2 separate regions of the Mus musculus genome follow, and region 2 is linked to region 1. Evidence: chromatin contacts called from public HiChIP or PLAC-seq data. All regions are on one chromosome and are shown on one strand. Each heading gives the region's core, a stretch centred on a gene start, on an enhancer-like site or on the middle of the called end of the contact. The rest is flanking DNA. Distances are from core to core; before and after follow the strand shown.

What was found. HiChIP or PLAC-seq counts read pairs in DNA pulled down with a chosen protein or histone mark.
Region 2: an H3K4me3 HiChIP or PLAC-seq map of intestinal villus epithelium shows a contact between it and region 1, with 9 read pairs. The contact joins two enhancer-like sites. A contact is called at or near these places in 7 of 115 datasets of contacts at active chromatin or transcription factors (acute myeloid leukemia, embryonic stem cells, epiblast stem cells and 3 more) and 1 of 9 other capture datasets (embryonic stem cells).

Annotation. Positions count from the first base shown.
Region 1 is chr9:31,598,806-31,604,699 of GRCm38.p6, reverse strand. No RefSeq gene overlaps it. Among named protein-coding and RNA genes, the nearest start is that of Gm31408, 42 kb to the right of the region's middle. Within about 2 kb of position 3,404, at least 5 of the 459 cell types and tissues checked have an H3K27ac peak or open chromatin away from gene starts, as enhancers often do. A contact at or near this core is called in intestinal villus epithelium, where this site is marked.
Region 2 is chr9:31,837,276-31,843,169 of GRCm38.p6, reverse strand. No RefSeq gene overlaps it. Among named protein-coding and RNA genes, the nearest start is that of Gm31497, 66 kb to the left of the region's middle. Within about 2 kb of position 3,764, at least 30 of the 459 cell types and tissues checked have an H3K27ac peak or open chromatin away from gene starts, as enhancers often do. A contact at or near this core is called in intestinal villus epithelium, where this site is marked.

The DNA.
Region 1 (5,894 bases), core at 2,155-4,654:
CATTTATGTCTCCTGCCTCCAAATTCTCTAACATTAGTAAAGGGGTTCTTCCCCAGCCTGAGGCTCCGGGCTCTCCCCAATCTGTGCCCCTCACCAACACCCATTTACTCACCAGGCAGGATTTTGACATGCAATTTACTAAATTGGTGTTCATCATATTTAGTACAGCTTTGCTGGGAGTAAGCTCCCTCAAGGCGGAAACAGAAACAGTGTATCTCTCTGTAAGATAAGCAATCAGCCTGGGCACCCTGTTGTGGATCAATTCAACCAGGAGATGTGGGTGTGACAGAGGAGGAAGGATAGCAGTCTATGAGTTCCGTCATGAAACAGCAGGTCGTGTACAGACTCTAGGCATAGTACCGGCCTGCCACTTGACAAATGAACTAAAAGGACTAAGCTGTCTATAAGTCTGTCTGACTCATCTAGACACAGTGCCTTCGAGGCAGGGGTGAAGAAGCTAAAACATGTTGGAGTCACCAATTCATGCCTGTAGAACAGAAGGAAAGTAACTATCAGGCGGCAAGGAGGGCTAGAAGCAAAGGAGGGGCGAGGGAGGCGCAAAGGATGATGGGAGATGGGACTCTTCTGCAGTTGATTCAAGAGAAAACCAGCACAGTGGTTGGCTAACTAGTATAGGGACCAGTTGTCATGACCCGGGATAACTAATAGTTGCCATGGTCTAGAGTTAAACATCTAGAAACTTGAAGAAAGGAGTGAGCCTCCGAAGTGAGGTCGCCACAGTGTCTTCTGTAGTGGTGAAGCTTAGCGGAAGCATGGGTTTTGAAATTTTTATGTGGATGGAGAGCGTCCATGGCACGCACAACTAAACATGAGACAGGCAGAGCCAGCACCTGGATTACCGTGCAAATCAAAGAATCTATAAACCACAGCAGCAGAGGGCACGTTTTTATTCTGATTGGGTTTATAGGTTGAGGCCAGTAGTCTGTACTAAGACCCCTGTAGAGTTGGGGGGGGGGGGAAACATGATTTTTTTTTCTTTTTAATCCCTAAAAGAAGAACCAAAGCATATAATTTGCAGCAATATGGGTAGAATTTGGGACAAAATTAATCAAAACCAGCTAGACGCCAAGAGACAAGTGTCACCTGTCCTTTTATGTCTTTGGAAACTACAAAAGGAAAATAAGACTCGAAAACTGAATGAAGGTTCAAGGCCAGCCTTGTCTACAGAACAAGTTCCAGGATAGCAAGGACCATACAGAGAAACCCAGCCTCAAAAAACCAAGAGACAGAGATAGTGACAGAGACAGTCAGAGACAGAGACAGACAGAGAGAGATTACATAGCACTAGGAAAGGGATGTGAGGAGAGTGCAGCAAAGTCAGAACAATGGAGAAATGTGCTCAGTTCCTATAGACCTCGATAATCTGTACAATCGTGAAAGAGGCAAAAAGCTCGCAGAGAACAGAGAACCTGGCTTCCAGGCTGAAGCTCTGGGCAATTTCAACAACTAAGGGAAGCGTACCATCTCCCCTTCCCGAAGAGTGTCAAGTTTCGGGAAACTACAGTTTTATAAAAGAACTTATAAAGACAGCACAGGTACAGTTTGATCAGACAAGAATGTGTGAGGCAAGGTTCTGGCCAGGAGAAACTATTTACCTGTGCACAATATTGCTTTGCCAGCCATATCTTTCTGGGGACGGTGCCTACAGCAGGGGGAATTCCCACACTGTTCCAAGCCTCCTCGGCAGACATTAATATTAATGCTTATGCTGATATGCTATAGATATCATTAGTAAGTTTCCTGGTTTCAACACTGCAGCAAAACCAGGGAAAGTCCCAGGCACAGAACAAAGGTCACCCGCGCTATTTCCCCCTCTTGTGGATGATTATTTCTTGGATCACTGTCTAAAGAACCTTGGCCTTCTGCAAAGGTCCTTTGGGAACACCCTGTGTAGGGTGGAAGGCTGGGATTTGCTGATCCTCAAGACTAGGATCAAAGAGACTGAGTCAAACCCTTGGTTACTACAGTTCTGAGATTAGCACAACCACTTGAAGGTAGGTTTCCCATGTACAGGGCATTCTTTGACATTTTGATACAACATAAAACCCAAGGGAGTAAGGTGTCTCCATTTCTATCATTTAATCATCTTACCCATTAAGGTCATGTTGACTGATTCAATAATGCTAGAAGCCACACTGTGGGCAGTTGTGTTCCACAAAGCCTTTTTAAATGTTGTATATGTGTAGGTGTTTTCCCTGCATGTGTGTGTGTGTGTGTGTGTGTGTGTGTGTGAGTATGTGCATACGCAAACACCACATGCAATCCTTTTGACCTACAGAAGCCAAAAGAGATCAGTAGATACCATGAATCAGGAGTTACAATGGTTGAAAGCCACCATATAGGTTCTGGGAATCAAACCATGGTCTTCTGCAAGAGCAGCCAGTGCTCTTAACTGTCAAGCCATCTCTCCAGACCTTCCCTAACTTTCTCCATCTGTTCCTGTCTTTTGTGATGGTGATATTTCCGAGCTGCATGGGAGACATTTTGTAGACAGTTCCTTGTGACTGATTCTGGCAATTCTTTGAGGAAAAGATGCCACAATGTGTTCTTATTGCATTCGCTTGGATGAATGTCATTACAGTTGACCTCATGTCAGCTGGTGTGAACTTGAATCACCTCATTAAGGTGTTTTTCCAAGTTCTCCACTAAAATGTTGCTCTTTTTCTCTAGCCAGGAACTAAGAAACTCCACCCTCATCTAGCCTTTGTCACTCCTGCCCCTTCTCACCATCCTTGACATTGTTTCTTGGGTGAGCTAACTACAATGGGTGCTGCCAACTGGTGACGCCCCAGTTTTGCCATTCCTTCCGAGTGCACTGGTTGGAGGGAGTCCTCTCTTTCTTCACTCATTCATTCATTTATGTTTATCTGTCTGACTCGTGGATTCTGTTTTATCCACTTGTACAGAATCCATTGCTAATGCTCGTCTTCATGACACATAAAGGCATACTTGGTCATTGGGAGTCCCCTCATGAGAGCTCCTTTGTCCTTCCTCCACGTTCAATCATTCCTTAAATACTTTCTGACTTTCCAGAGTAGCCAAATAGCTCAGATACTTTCTGGACTTTGTCAGACACAACCTGATCATTTCCTAAAGGAGTCTTGGCTCCCCTTAATGAAGAAAAGGATTTAGAAGCTCAGAAGTAAGCATTAAGCCTGCTTATCACTGTAGGGATAAAGCCCCCCCCCCCCCCCGTCCTCTCTGGGGTAAGAATACACACATACACACACACACACACACACACACTGTTTAAAATGAAAGTAGATTAATAGTTGCTGAAAGTACATAAGTTAAAATTTATCAAGTTTCATTCTAAGTATGCAAACCATATGCAAATCAGACCTCAATTAAGCTGTAAAGGAAGATAGCACCGTTCCTTATCTGACAAGAATAGAGAGGTCTGGAAGGATGAGACAGAGAAAAGCCACGTGATAAGACGTTAATGTGTGAGTTTTGCTGTGGTTTCTGTTAATGAAGGCCACCAGAAAATAAATGTTTGTCTCAACACTTGAGGGGGACACTCACCATGGAAGATCCACGGGACATGGCAATAAAGAACATTAGGAAAAAGGAGATTACATATGACTGGGGGTGGGGACTAAGGAAGTCAGTGCTCACTCGACATTGGACTGTGGGCTACAGAGTAAGATCTGATCTCTAAAACATTAGCGATAAAGGTTGACTATTCTATGACAGATTATGTAATTAATCTAATCTGTAGAGAGTACAAATGAACAAGGGCAAAGCTGTATTTGGAAAGAATAGGAACGTGGCCATTAGTTTTCCAGCCAAGTCAGGCAAGTGTTCACCATTTCTCATAAAGCATAGTAATTTGCTTTTGTTCCATGTTAGACAAAAGTAAGAAGTGGCTTGGCTTCGCCTCTGTTTACTGTGACCTCAGAGTAGTCTAAGGTTTGTATTTTGTGTAGTTGTGTGCATCCAGTAGGCTCAGCTGTAAATACCAAATCAGCTTTTGAATGTCAGTACTCTCCTCCTATCCTGTCTCTGCCTCTGTCTCTGTCTCTGTCTCTGTCTCTGTCTCTCCCTCTCTATCTTGCCCCTCGTCTGTCTCTCGTGTCTCTTTCTCTCTGCCTCTGTCTCTGTCTCTGCCTCTGTCAAAGTAAGGACCCTCCAAAGAGGACAGACATTTTTGATGTTCATTGCTTTGATTCTGTTAGTAAAATACATATGCCTGAATAAATAGTATGGGCCATTAAGGAAGAAAATGGCATCCTTTTTCACCCCTTGCACTCCACATCCCTGGATGGCTGTACTTAATCAATACATATAAATGCATAGGATATAGCCAGACTGTCTGCTCCCCTGGCATATAGGGCCTGTGAGCTCCCATGCTGTTGCTGTCTTCCCAGTCTTTGCAAAACATTTAGTACAGGCACACTTACCTGGGGCACCTTCAGTTATTCACACAGCAATGAGCATTCAGTTAGTGACAGGCATAGTATGTGGAAATGTATAAACATGGTCCAGATTAACTGACTAAAGGACAAACAATCAGTTTTATGATACAGGTTATAGCTTATTTATTTATCTTTGGGTTTTTTATTTTTATTGTATGTTTATGCTGTTTTGCCTGCATATACTTCTGGGCCCCCTATATGTGTCTGATACCCACAGATGACAAAAGAGGACATTCTTTGCTCTAATACTGAAGCTACAGACAGTTGTGAGCTACCAGGTGGATGCTAGGACTCAAACCCAGATTCTCTGGAAGAGAAGCCAGTACTCTCAACTGCTGAGCCATCTCTTCAGCACTTTATCTTTCTTATGTTCATTATTAGTGCATGTATGTTTGTGTGAAAGTGCATGTATGTGTGTGACCTCCATTTAATCCCTGATGATTGCCTACCTCCATCTTCAAAGTACTGAGATTGCAGGTAGAGACACCACACTAAACGTATATGGTGCTGGGAATCAAGCCCAGAGTCTCTCTATGTTAGGGCAAGCACTATACCAACTGAGCCACATCCCTGGCCTCTATAACTTAAAAATTTTAAAGTACACAGAATACACTGACCTGAGCTCAGAGACAACACAAAAGCTGAACTGGGACAGGCACCCCTCTTGGGGAGCCACACCGCACCTTTCCCGCTCCCCGTCTCTATCTCCAGAGGACCCAAAGCAAGACTGTAAGTGCAGAAGGAAGAGGTTTGAGAAAGGAAGTCAGATTCTTTGTGCTCGGCAGTCTCCTAGACTGCTATAGGCCCAGCCTAAGGTCAGAGGTGTTTAAATAGTTCAATGAACTTGAGTTACTATATAGTAATCCAAAACTGTAAGATTATAAAATTTAAGATTTATGAGGACCGGGAAAGTTTCTGCCAATGATATCAATAAGAGCAAAAAAGAAAGTCAAACAGGCAGTTGCAGGCCAGCCTGGGCTACAGAGCAAGACACAGTAGTCTTTAAAAATGGAGCGTCTCTGTGAGTGTGTTACATACCCATGACTAAGTCATTACATATACGCAGGAATGACACTGTGGGTTTTTTTTTAATTAATAGGCTTTTGTTTGAGCATTTTTAAGCTTATAGAAAATATATAGATTTCCTCTGTCCCTCACCACCCATAATTGTTTCTGTTATCAACATACTGCATTTTTGAGGCCCTGGTAAGCCAATGCAGATGTATCATGTTTGTATTAGGAGTCACTTTCTGTTTGCAGATTTCAGGTTTTGACAACATGCGTGCTACACACGCCGTACGAGGTCATGCAGGGTAGGGTCATTAAAAGTCCTAACAAGCCATGTGCTCTACACACTCAACCCTCCCCACCCCCCACCTAGTACTAGAAATGACTGACATTTCTGGTCTCCACACATGTTGATTCCCCAGAATGTTGGACAGTTGGAAATCACAC
Region 2 (5,894 bases), core at 2,515-5,014, 240 kb before region 1:
TTTCCCATGTAAGATGCTGACATTCCGGTCCATTTATTTTCTCTCAAGTGATAAGACTTCCTTCACTTTTGTGCCAAATAGTACTGTGGCCATGTACCAGTTTCTTTACCCACCTGCCAGTTGGATCCTTCGATTGACACCCATCTCTGCTATTGAGAGGAGTGCTGACATGAACATGAGCATGCAGTCGTCTCTTTCTCCAGCAGTGGAAAGCCTTTTGCTTCTGCTTTTTCTGGAAGCCCAGCCCTGCTCTTCCTCTGGCTTTCTCCTTCTCTTTTCACATAGTTCCCAGGCACTGTGATATACATTCAGGTACCAGCTTCAGAAGTTTCCTCAGGAATGTCGCAGTAGGTAAGTTGTTCTAAGCTATTCTGGAACAAATTACTGATCAACTCCCCCTGGCATTGGCTTGTCCCCGCTGCGTTTCTTGGTGACTCTTTTATTCCATGGTTTTCCATTTGCAGGCCTTGCTAAGTGAGTGCATTGCCCTTCTCTGGGATACACAGCAATGGCCACCGAGGGTTCAGATTTTAATGTGAGTGATGGTCATTGCTCAATTTTTGAAGTTTTCCGGAAGAAGAGAAAGAGCTTAGGCAAGTCTTTAAGAATCTGGAGCAGCTGACCATAGAGACTTTTCTCTGTAAGAGTGACTCTGCTCTGGCAAGCTTGGAGAGAGCCTATTTACACACATTTCTTTTTTCGACTTCCTGCTGTCCAGTTAGATTGTAAAGTGGGTGGAGTCTTTCAGTTTTATATAAGCCCATTAACCAGAGAAAGATCAAGGTTGTTTTCTGGATCTTGCATGTCTCAGGGGCTAAGCTGAGGACCAAGCACCCCTGCAGAGTCTTCCTCATAAGCATGGCTCCACTTTCCCAGATGAGGGCCTATGGAGGGCAAGCTGTTGGCTTCAATGAGGGTTTCTTACAGGGTCTCCCTGGCTCTCTCTTACCCTGTGCATTTTTTTTTCTGGTAGAAAACAAACTCCTGCTGTAGAACCCACTGTCGGCTCTCAGTAATGTTCATAATGTTCACTTAACGACGTGACTGTGCTCTGGGTCACTGTGTGTGCCAGATGGTGCCCATGCTATCTTTAAAGATTTGCTAAGATATACCCAACCACACAGAATTCAGTAATGCATTGACTCTCACAGCATGAGCTATCATCCCTCAAACTCATCTAAATAGGTTTATCAGAAGCATATCTTAAGTAGATCAGTTTGGACTTTTCTCTCCTGCCCATGTCTATGGCTAGGTCAAGACCAAACCCTCTGAAAATTGTCTGTAGGTCCTTCCTTACTCTCATCCCTCCATCTGTCTGAAAGGAACCAGAGAGGGGACAGAATCTGTTGGGGGCAGAGCTGAAATGCACTGTTTGCAGAAACTCTCCTTTTGGGGTTTCTGCACACTTTGTTGCCTGCACTGGCTAATACCTGGAGGATCTGGTGGCTTTGATCCCCTTCCGAGATCCCCACTGCTCTCTCCTTGGTTCTGCTTGATGCTTGCTGTGCCCCTCCCAGGCACAGAGGCATCCCTCTTTCTTGGATCAGGCAACTCTGTCTCTGAGACCCTGGATGTCAATGGGCTCTGTGCCCAAGAGACAGTCTCCTTTCTGTTCTCTCTTACACCGCAGCAGGGCAGGGAGAAACCACCTTCTCTTAAGAGTGCTCCTAACTAACCCTGCCTCTCTCCGGTCCAACCTGTTCACTCTTCCTCCACTCTTCTTAATGCATCTTTTGTGACTGCCGCTTCGTCCTGCCATTTTCCCAAGAAGGACACGGATTCTTTTTTTGTTCCTCTATTAGAGCATAAATCCCTCGAGGCTGTTTTTCAGTGGCTAGAGGCTGGCACTTCCTCTTTCTCTGCTGAGGTCTCCAAAGGTTTGCAGCTGCGCAGTTAGCAGGTCTGTGTTCTCCTGGCTTCCTGCTTAGTTAATGTTGTTGTTGTTGTTGTTATTGGATTTAAGGAATTTGCACTGCTTGCTTCCATGAAACCCGAAGCCCCTCATCACAAAGTACCTCCCCTGGACCCCGGCCATCCTCAGTGCAGCAGGTCTGTCCATGGGCTGTGGGTTGTGTACCTTTCTCAGAGACAAGAAGACAAAGAAAAGAGCTTCATTGTCTACTGAAATTCTCCCAGAACCCAAGAAAAAATGCTAGGTCATTTTCCCCTGGGGAAGCTATTCATAAAGAAGGGTGACAGAGACTCCACATTTGAAGGACCCAGGGAGCAAGGGCAAAGGCTATGGATTGTGCTACCTCCTTCTGGAAAAAGAGTGGGCCGGGCTTTGAAGATATCCCCAAAGTACTTTCCATCAAGAGTCCTGGGCAGTGTGTGGCCTGGGGAAAGGCAACGCCTACTGAGTATTTATCTAAAACCAAAATTAGAATCATTCTAGGACAAACTGATACTGGGTAGCAGGTGGAGAGTCATGAGGCTGCGTGGCCTGTGATACCAAGGACTGGAGTGGGAAGATGAATCCCAGAATGGGATAGCATGGCTAGAGGCAAAGGCAAAAGGGTCTGAGCCATCCCTGTGGGCTTGGCTTTAGGATGGAGCCAAGCTCCATAGTGCGGAATGAACAACAGCTAGGGGCATTCTTTCCATTTTGCAGTGGAAGGTGCTAGAGACGGCAGTGATCCGAAAGAGGTCTCAGTGCCCGGAGAACCAGAAGCAAAGCCATTCGTGGCTTTGGAGGGCCAGGAGCAGCTAGCCATAGACCATAGCCTCAATCCAGCAAGCATTTTAAACTTTTTTTTTTTTTTTTAGTTTAGTCCTGAAATAGCACTAAGTAGAGGCTAAGGGTGGACAATGAGAAAAAGAAAGACTGGCTCTACCCTCAAACCTATTCAAATATTAAAGGAATTTCCATTTCCCTGTGTGACGGCATTCTTTCTGGACAAGGAAGGTGATTCATGGCAGATACGCCCCAAAGCATGTCCTTAGCGTGCTAGGCTGGCTAAGAAAGGGTCAAGGTAGGCAGGCCCCTTGTGCCCCTGGAATGGTGATTAGCCCTAGAGCAAGAGGTGCTTGTCAAGTTCACCTGAATATGTCTCTAATCCCAGTTTGTTCTCAAATCCTGGGTGGAGGGTGATTTGGAGTGGGCAGAAAAAGCCTGGTAATGCCATTTTTAATCCGGGTGTGGACCACACCATGGTTCAGCACCAGTCTGGCTTTGTCTCCTTGCATTTATTTGGCTTTTGCCTCTCTGATGGGCAGTGGACAGCACGACCCTTCCTGCTCCATTTCCCACCCACCATTCACAGTCCGTCCAGGTGTGCTTTCACATTGGCCTCTACCTGGCTGCTTTGGACTGGCCCTCAGGTCAGCCAGGCCTGGGAGGAGCGGGACTGGGGGGGGGGGAGGTAGGGGTGGGGACACCCTGCTTTCTAAGGGGCTGTGTAAATCAGTGTGACAGGCTCCGTTCATGCCTGCCAGTCTGCCTGACTCCTTTCTTTCCCAAACCCTCTTCCCGTGTGTTTATTTTGGTTTCGGATTTATTAGACACACAGTTAAAGTGCCCGTTTAACTCTGCAAACTGTCATCATGTCTACCTCATGAATAAGATCATTCACGGACAAAACCCTTTAAACACTTTTTTTTTTTTTTTGAAAGAAGGTGGGGGAGGTACTGGGGAGAGGAAATAGTGCCCCAGGTCAGTGAGGAGGCCAAGAACAGCCGAAACCCAAGCAGAGGCCCCTCCTACAGCTCAAGAATGTAACAAGGGCCCTCAGAGGTGCCTGGATTTACCCTGTTCATCAAGACGTGTGTCATCTCTCCCTCACATGCTGGGGTCCAGAGTTCATTCCTTTGTCTCGCCTGCTAGAGAACACACAGTTTGAGACAGGCTGAGGGGTGGCTGTGCACCTGCTCAAAAATGCCTGCCAAGATCCTCAAGACGTGTCAGGGGTTGAATCCTCAACCCTTTGGGAGCAGAAACCAGCTCTCTTGATCCAAACTCCCAGTGTTCTTTGAGGCTTTTCCTCCTTCGAGTAGCCTTTCTTCCCCGGGCACCTGGATTCTCATTCATACAAATTGCTTGACTGAAAGAAACAACGTCCAGGTCTGCTGACTTTTTAATGCATCCCGACAGTGTGCCAGGGATTAGGTAGCTTGCACAGCTACCTCACATAGCTGGAACTCCACTCGTTCACTACACTTGCTGTTGGCACCTTGCTCATAGGGAGGCTGATCTTAGGACAAAGTTGAGCTAGGCTGATCCCAGGACAAAGCATAGAGGCTGCCAGGCCCTGTGAACCCTGGCCCTTCCTACAAACACAGCTGATATACATTCTTTGTAGATTGGGGTACAATTTGCCCCCCTCAAATGGCATGTCCAGGTTTCTTCTCATCTCTTCTGATGCATGTCCGGAGGCTTAAAAGTTTAAGGGGCACTGAAGTGGGTTGTCATTTTCAGGAACTTTGGAAGCAGGTGTTAATATTTGGATGAACATGGAGGAAGGAGTCATATCTGAGGCTCTGTAAGAGGCTTGCCTACTCTGAATGTTCAAGGATGTGGCCACTTACACCAGGTTGGGAAGAAATGTGTGAGGAAGATGTCGGACTTGGATGTTGTCCTGGGGACCACTAAAATACAAAGTCCCTTGTTACAGAGGCCATTCTTCTTCAGATGTCCTTGGAATGACCTCTGAAGTCCCAGAAGCCTTGGTGACCTGGTCCCACTCGCAACATCACCTTGTTCCTGTCCCTCAGTCACCCCAGGGCTCTTTCTCTGACCGTCCACTGCCTCTGTCCACTGTCTTTTTGGGTTTGATTTCAGCCACTGCTTTTGTTTCGTACACACTTGCTTTTCAGTTTGTGTTCAAGGCAAACACAGTACAGAGTATGAACCATTCACTCTACAGTGGCCAATGAAAGCAGCTGTCCCCAGTGCAAAAAGGAAGACTGCTCAGGGGCTCAGCAGCCTGAGATGTGTGGGAGTTGGCTGTTCGGGTTTCTAGGATGGCAAACACTGGCTTTTGTTATCGGGGCAGCTGTGTCTGTCTGCACCCTGGGACACTGCTATGTGGTCACCGGAACCAAAGGCTTCAGTGAGAAAGTGTTTCTTTAAAAAAAGGCTTCTTCACACAAAGGAAGCCGGGGAAACTGAACCTTCCAGAATCAGGTTAGTTTTAGGCTTAGTACCAAGCACCATGTGACACCATGTGATACCAGCCCAGGACTCCTAAGGCAGCCTGCTTCTTGTGCTATAAGGACTAAAATGTATAAAGTAGTCACAGAAATGGGGTAGTGAAGGATCGGTGAGCTGACTTCAGATGAGTTCTCCTTAAAAAAAATTTTAGTCGTCTTTATTAATGGATATTAGTGGTATAATCTGAGGATTTTATTATGACAGCTTCATATATGTGCACAGTGCAGGGAGAGAATATTTGTTCTCCATCGTCCTTCTCTGTCCCTTTCCCCTCTATCTCTGCCCCCCCATCTCTTCCTAAACATTCCTCTTTCTATTTCCATGTTTTTACTTTAAAAATCTAGATTCTGCACTTTAGAGAAAACACATAATATTCCCTTTCTGAGTTTGGCTTATTCAGTTAACTCTTCGAATTTCCAGTTCCTTCTAGTTTTTTTTCTGTCAAGGACAGAATTTTATTCTCTATGGCTGAATAGTATTTAAGTGATTATGTATATATCGAATTTTATCTACTCCTTCACCTGTTGATGGACACGTAGCTGATCTCGTAGCTCTGGCATTGCCAATATTGCCACAGTCAGCAGGTTTCGTATGAGGGTATTTCCTCTTGTACGCTGACTGATTCACTTGGGCGAGTAACAAGGGTTACAGCAGGTGACATACAGTACTATATTTATCTTTAAAGACTTATTTCTAAAATGGATGTATTTATGTATAAGTATGCATATATGCATGCATCTCTGCT